2 separate regions of the Mus musculus genome follow, and region 2 is linked to region 1. Evidence: chromatin contacts called from public HiCAR-type data. All regions are on one chromosome and are shown on one strand. The core of a region is the stretch at or near the end of the contact, and the rest is flanking DNA. Distances in the headings are between cores, read along the strand shown.

Region 1 (3,723 bases), core at 192-2,691:
ATTTTCTGGCTAGATTAAGATATCTAGTGTCAGCCAGGTGTGGTGGCGCATGCCTTTAATCCTAGCACTTGGGAGGCAGAGGCAGGTGGATTTCTGAGTTCAAGGCCAGCCTGGTCTACAAAGTGAGTTCCAGGACAGCCAGGGCTACAGAGAAACCCTGTCTCGGGGGGGGGGGGGGGGAAGATATCCAGTGTCCCAAGACACATATGTGAAGTATCAGTCCTGAAACCCACAGTTTGGTGGGTTGATAGATGCTTCCTGGTAAGGATGGAGGGCAGAGGGGTCCTGGTTCCCAAAGAGCATCATTCTGGCTGTTTCCTCCTTAAACGGGGCCCAGGAGTTTACAAAACAGAGTCATCCAGCATTGAGGACAGATCCTTCCTGTCTTGTTTATAAGTCTCAGGGGGTAATCTTTGCCCTCCAGCTCCCAAGGCCAAACAGAAGACAGCCTAGGGGAAGCCTGGAGAACAGCATTTAGAGGGTAACCTCTTAGGTACCAAGTAAAAGTTAAAATTTACCTTTCTTCTTAGCCCTGACATCCCCGGAGGGAACAGAGAATCGGCCAGAACAGATGGAGTTCTGTGGAATAATCCCCCAGTGATCAATGTGTCCACTAACTCAGAGTTGGGAAGGAGCATGCGATTCCCAGGCCACGGCTCTCCCAAGGCCTCCCTCTCTCTGCTTTATGTTAAAGGTTCCCCTTGCCTCACAATGGCATATCTCATATCCAAGGCTGCCACCGGCTGGGTTCTTCTTATTCATGTTTAGACTCCGATTATTTCTGGCTATCAACTCAGGAAGCACAGGGCAGAAGCCACTGGAGGGGGTGGGGGGTACGTGATGTCAGCATCTGCCCTGAGCTCCCAAGTCCCCTTCAGCAGAGAGACATACCTATCCTAGTTCCCAAGCCTGTAGACTGAGACCTGGTAGAAGAGCTGAAGGTTCAGTGTCTTTGTACTCAGGACCAAACGCCCAATGTCTTCAGGATGCAGAATTACAGGGTGGCCCCAGCCAGAGGTGGGCATCTCCCCAGGGAGTCTCACCAACCAGGATGTCTCTTAGCACTAGCTTTGGAGAAGGGAGAAGGCACCCCAAGAACCCTAGGAAGAGGTGAAGTCAACGAAGAAAGTGGAATTAAAAAAAAAAAAAACCTGTGTCCAGGACTGAGTGGAACCAGCAGGGTAGTGCCCACATCTTAATCCTGCTATGTTTGCCAGAAACCCCACTTACCAGGCCTGAGTCCCCAGGGGCCCCCTCCTCCGCCCTACCTCATTCCCTTCCTCCCAGGCAGGTCTGTGGCTTGGCTGGAAGCTACAGGACTAAGGGAGCACTGATCTGTGGGACAGGCCACATAGCTAAAACCCGGCGGGCCGTAGGGCCCCGCGGAGGAGGCCCCAGCAGGCGGACCAGGTTTCTGAAACCTCCAGACACTTTCAGCCTGTTGCTTATTCATTCAGAGTGGGAAAGCGCCAGCCTAGCGAGCAGCCAGCCAGTGTGGGGCTGGCCATGTAAGGGCCCCAGGAGGTCCTGCCCGTCCCGTGCCCTACGGAAAGCCTCGTGCAGCCCTGGGCACCGCCCCTGCCCTGCCCTGACCCCTTGGCCTCGAAATGCTGTCATCGGAGGAGCCGTCCCGCTCGGGACAAGGCCAGGATGGACAAAGCTAGAGCTTGGGCAGGCGAAGAGCCATCCTGTCCTCGAGGCCGTGGGAAGAGAAGCACGCACCGAGGCCCACTCTCTGCCCACCCGGCCTCTGCAGAAGGGCCACTATGGCTCTGGCCGGAGCCGGCAGCCAGCTGAGGACCCTGGTGTGGAGTGCCTGCCTGTGCGTCCTGGTGCACGGGCAGCAAGCGCAGCCAGGACAGGGCTCGGACCCAGGACGCTGGCGGCAGCTGATCCAGTGGGAGAACAACGGGCAGGTGTACAGCTTGCTCAACTCGGGCTCTGAGTACGTGCCCGCGGGGCCCCAACGAGGGGAGACTAGCTCCAGGGTTCTACTGGCAGGCGCGCCCCAAACGTCGCAGCGGCGCAGTCAGGGGGGACCCCGGCGTCGGCAGGCGCCGTCCCTGCCCCTGCCCGGACGCGTGGGTTCGGACACTGTGCGCGGCCAAACGCGGCACCCGTTCGGCTTCGGCCAGGTGCCCGACAACTGGAGAGAGGTGGCCGTCGGGGACAGTACCGGCATGGCTCGGGCCCGCACCTCCGTCTCCCAGCAACGGCACGGGGGCTCCGCCTCCTCCTCGGTTTCGGCCTCGGCCTTCGCCACCACCTATCGCCAGCCATCCTCCTACCCGCAGCAGTTCCCCTATCCGCAGGCGCCCTTCGTAAACCAGTATGAGAACTACGATCCCGCGTCACGGACCTACGAACAGGGCTACGTGTACTACCGTGGTGCGGGCGGCGGCATGGGCGCGGGGGCAGCGGCTGTAGCCTCGGCTGGGGTCATCTATCCCTTCCAGCCCCGGGCGCGTTACGAGGACTACGGAGGTGGAGGAGGCGAGGAGCAGCCCGAGTACCCGGCCCAGGGCTTTTACCCAGCCCCAGAGAGGCCCTATGTGCCCCAGCCCCAACCCCAGCCCCAGCCCCAGCCGCAGCCTCAGCCCCAACCTTCCGACGGCCTTGACCGTCGTTACTCGCACAGCCTGTACAATGAAGGCACCCCGGGATTCGAGCAGGCCTACCCTGATCCCAGCACCGACGTGTCGCAGGCCCCCGCGGGGGCCGGTGGCACCTACGGTGGCGCTGGCGATCCTCGCCTCGGCTGGTACCCGCCCTATGCAGCCAATGTGCCACCGGAGGCCTACGTCCCTCCGCGTGCGGTGGAGCCACAGCCCCCATTCCGCGTGCTGGAGCCACCTTACTTGCCCGTGCGAAGCTCTGATGCGCCCTCCCAGGGTGGGGAGCGGAACGGCGCCCAGCAGGGCCGTCTCAGCGTGGGTAGTGTGTACCGACCCAACCAGAATGGTCGCGGTGAGTACAATCCACGAGCGCCTTGGCTCGACATTTTGGCCACTGGTGAATTGCTGGTGCGGACCCTGTTTGTTTCTTATCAAAGGCCTTCCAGTGGTGGCTTAACAAGGACCATGCAGCCCCTGCGTGCCTCTCCTCCTGAATCCAACTATTATCCATCTGGGTCAAAGGCCTATCTGGTAGGCCTGTGTTTTGACTCTGGCTTGGGGAGAATAGTGGAAGGACTAGCCAAGTTTTAAGTACTTTGCAGATCTAGCTGGGGTCATCTAGGGACGAGTGGGGAAAGTCTTGCTCCCTTGCTTCTCCCTCTCCCAGGGAATCTCTTAACACTTTTAGAAATTTCCCCTATGCCTGTGCACAAAGTGAGGCAAAGGATCATGGGAGTCTTGGACCTTCAGGGTCAAGAGGCCTTAAGAATGCTTCTAGAGCCGGGCGTGGTGGCGCACGCCTTTAATCCCAGCACTCGGGAGGCAGAGGCAGGTGGATTTCTGAGTTCGAGGCCAGCCTGATCTACAAACTGAGTTCCAGGACAGCCAGGGCTATACAGAGAAACCCTGTCTCGAAAAACCAAAAAAAAAAAAAAAATGCTTCTAGAGATGCTGCAGTGTCCTTGTGCCCTTAGTGAGGTGAGTAAACAGCCAAAGAGCTGCACTAGAACAGACAAAATTTTCAGACCCCTGAGGTGATCCCAACACGGCTGGGGATGCCAGAGCCCACTGGCCAGGGCATAAAATTCAACTGAGCACTAAAGAAACC
Region 2 (3,765 bases), core at 198-2,697, 1.2 Mb before region 1:
CCTTCAAGTTACTGGAAGAGGGAGGTCTCTTAAGCCTCTACTTCCTTCAAAACACTTTCCTGGCTCTGGTGTCCTATTTTCAAGGTATTAAGTCTAAAGCAAACAAAACAAGATAAACCCAGTCTTGGAAAGGCATTAAGTGCTTTGTCATGACCTCTAACTAATTTGCCCAATACTTCCCATTTACTGATTGAGTTTTAAACTTCAGCCTTGTAACTATTGTGAACCTTCTGTTTTGACCCAAGGCCATCTTCCTCTCCTCCTCTGTTGAAATAGCCATCCATCAACCCAGCTCACTTCTGCACTATTTCCAGATAAGCAGTCTCTCTTGGTCTTTGTAGATGTGGTTTGCCTGCACTGTTTCCTGGAATTATCACTGTAATTTACATAAAATGTAAGATTTATTATGTATCAGAAAACCTCTCTGCTCCATTGCTGGGGACTGAAATTGGGGCCTTTGTGCATGCTGGACAGGTGTATGCCACCACAAGGTATATACACTTTTATTTTTAGAGTCTCGGGTGCCTCCGCTATAATCTGGGTACTAGGACTCTGTGGTAATGAGCACTAATCTATGGAAGGCCCTTAGTGATTGAGGAATTGATGGCCTTAATTGAGGAACAGGACTGTCACATTGTTCCGGACCCTCAAGAAGTGCTTGTCAAGATGAGTTCAGGAACTGAGTCTTTACTATGACGTCACATCAGGGGGACCCAAGAACCGCTGTAGAGCCACGAGTGGACAGCAACACTCCAACTACCTGTCACCCAACTTGGAGGTTCCGCGTACTACTACCTTCCAGGCAGTAACTCGGGCAACCGGAATTTTAGCAGCACAGCTACCGGCTTCCCGGAACTAGCCAGGGCGTGTCAGATGTGCCTGTGAGGCCCGGAAGCGAGAAAGGTCCTCGGAGAAAACCTCCGCTTGGGCGCTCCCCAGACTCCTCCCCACGACCGGAAGGCCCCAGCCTCCTCACGTCAAGGAGCCACAGCTTCCCAGTGTCTCCGGGCCACCGCCGCGCCGCCGCGCTCCCGTCCTGCTCAGGCTCGGCCGTGGGGTCTCCCCAAATACTACGCAGGGGCCAAGGGGCGTGGCGCGGTGACGTGCAGCGGACCGACGCGATGACGTAGCGCGGCGCGGTGACGCACGCCCCTTTGTTGGCTCAGTAGCGGTAGCAGCGGCCGCGGAGGTGGCGCAGGGGACTGTTTTCCGTCCGAGCCCGGAGCGGAGCGGCGTCTGACTGAGGCCGGCAGCAAGCGGCCCCCGCGCTCCCTCCCGCCCTGCTCCGCGCCCTCCCCGCCGCCGCCACCGCCCGCCTCCAACCGCCGCACGCGGGGAGCAGCCGCGGCCCACGGGGCCGGAACCAGGCCTGCGTCCGGACGGCAGCCGGAGCCGGAGCGAGAGCCGGGGCCTCGGCGTCCCCGCCCTCTCCGCGCCGCGGCCAGCGTCTGCCGGGCCCGCGCGCGTCGCGCCATGGACTCGGACGAGGGCTACAACTACGAGTTCGACGAGGACGAGGAGTGCAGCGAGGAGGACAGCGGCGCCGAGGAGGAGGAGGACGACGACGAGGACGAGCCGGACGATGATAACCTGGATCTGGGCGAGGTGGAGCTGGTGGAGCCCGGGCTGGGCGTCGGCGGGGAGCGAGACGGACTGCTGTGCGGGGAGACTGGCGGTGGCGGCGGCAGCGCTCTGGGTCCGGGAGGCGGCGGCGGCGGTGGCGGTGGCGGCGGCGGCCCGGGACACGAGCAGGAGGAGGATTACCGCTACGAGGTGCTCACGGCCGAACAGATCCTGCAGCACATGGTGGAATGTATCCGGGAGGTCAACGAGGTCATCCAGGTGAGGGGCCCCGCCACGCCATCTGGCCCCGGAGCCGGCTTAGGGAGCGGACCCAAGGCGGCCTGTGCGGCGCCGAAGAGCAGGCCAGGGCCTGGCTCGTCACGGGCCTGTGTGCCCTGCCGGCCGGTCGGGAGGTGCGCTTGGGCGGTGCTTCCCGGAGTCCTGGCATGGCGGAGGCCTGGGGCTGCCTGAGCGGCTATGGCCGGCAGTTCCTGCATGACTACGGCCGGAGGATGGGATACCGGGGCGGGCTAGAGGCGGGTGAGGTGGTGAGTGTGAAAGAGGTGTCAGAAAGAACCCGGCCCTTTTCTCAAGGTTTATCCCTAGCCCTTGAGTCTTTTGAGCAGTTTCAGATGGGATTAGGGCAGGCCCTTCAGAGCAGCTTTAGTGTATGATTGCTCCAAGTGGGCACCGGCTAATAAAGAAATGGATCTCCTTGGCAGTCCTAAGTGGCTACTTAAAGGTGGGGGAAGGGAACTATTTCTCGGAAGAGGTGCTGATGGACCTTATTTTCTGATGGTGAGGCTTATGCCTACATTTTTGGGGGAGTGGGAGGAGTATGTTTTCTTTGGGACCTAACTGCTACTTCTTCCATTGGTAGCAAGTAACTTGATGGAAGCTGTTGGAATAGTTATTGCAGATCCCCTACCCACCCTTGCAGCTTCGGCAACAATAAAACACAGTGTTGTCTAATTGGACAAAACTCTATTGTGAATTAGAAAGTAGAGGCATTCCGGCTTCTGGACTCTATTCTCTGAAGGTTTCTGTTTCGTGCATAGAAGTTAAACTTGCTTCAGACCAGAAACTGCATCCTATTTAACGCTATATACATCCCGATTTTGTATTTTTGAGCTTTAGGAAATAAATTTACATTTGTTTGGGGGAAAAGTTGTTACAAATGGGATATGATTGGAAAGTAAAGATAACATAGGACCCGGTGGTGAAAGTCTGAAATTTCAGTTACTTAGAAGGTCGAGGCAGATGGATGGTGGCAAGTTCAAGGCCTACCTGGACTACAGAGTGAGCTCAAAGCTGTCCCGGGCAACTTGGTGAGATTCTCTCAAGATAGAGTAAAAAGAGGGCTGGAGATAATAACAGCTCAGTGGTAGAGCAAAAAGTTCGAGGCTCTAGGGTCAGCCTCGAAAAATGTTGGAAAAATGAAAAATCAGAGTGAAATCTTGATTCATTTTAACTTTTAGAAAATAGTAGCTACATGGAAGGAAACTACATATGAACAAGAAGTTACTCTTTTTTTTAAGCACATTGCTTCTTAACTTTAGAATGGACAGATTATCAGTGTTACTGCCTACTTGCTGACTTTCCATTATTAACATGTTTATGGTTTGATTCAGAAGGCACCGTTTTGCAGATTAAACCTTGTAGGCATTAAAGAATGTGTTTGGTGTAATGGAAAAATCTCATCTAGTGTTGTTGGTAGTGGAAACTCAATTTTCATTGTAGATGATGGTGCATTTTTCAATAAAAAAATAAATGGGAGGATTGTAGAAGTCAGTTAAGTTTCACTGCTCTAGTTTTTATATAATTAATTGAGATTTCTTTCTTTCATTTTTTTTTTTAAAGAAACAAAAAAATTGCATTAGCAAGGAATTTGGTTAAAACTTGAATTGCTTTTATTTACATGCAATTATATTAAATCATCAAACTTACCTAGCTTACTGGCATTAAAATTATGTTTTGAAATAAATCAAAGATATTCTCAAAAATAACTTTTTGACTTAAAAGTGTGTATTTTACTTTAGTTAAATCTCATCCAGTTTTGTCAGTTCTTAGATTTATCTCAGTTACCAGTCAGGTAGCTGTTATGCATGACATTATCCTTTCTTGTTTTAGATAAGAATGAATGCTGATGAACTACTAAGACCTATAAAAACTGGGGATTTTGGTGGGGGTAGGGGGGTAGTG

Evidence for each region. HiCAR-type assays count read pairs that join an accessible place to other places.
Region 2: a HiCAR-type map of astrocytes shows a contact between it and region 1, with 2.8 times the contacts expected there. The contact joins the promoter of Arih1 here to the promoter of Loxl1 in region 1.

What each region holds. Positions count from the first base shown.
Region 1 is chr9:58,310,930-58,314,652 of GRCm38.p6, reverse strand. Loxl1 (lysyl oxidase-like 1) reads left to right here and starts at 1,441. Exons shown (of 7, transcript NM_010729.3): 1 at 1,441-2,967. The coding sequence starts at 1,767.
Region 2 is chr9:59,484,056-59,487,820 of GRCm38.p6, reverse strand. Arih1 (ariadne RBR E3 ubiquitin protein ligase 1) reads left to right here and starts at 1,447. Exons shown (of 14, transcript NM_019927.2): 1 at 1,447-1,842. The coding sequence starts at 1,474.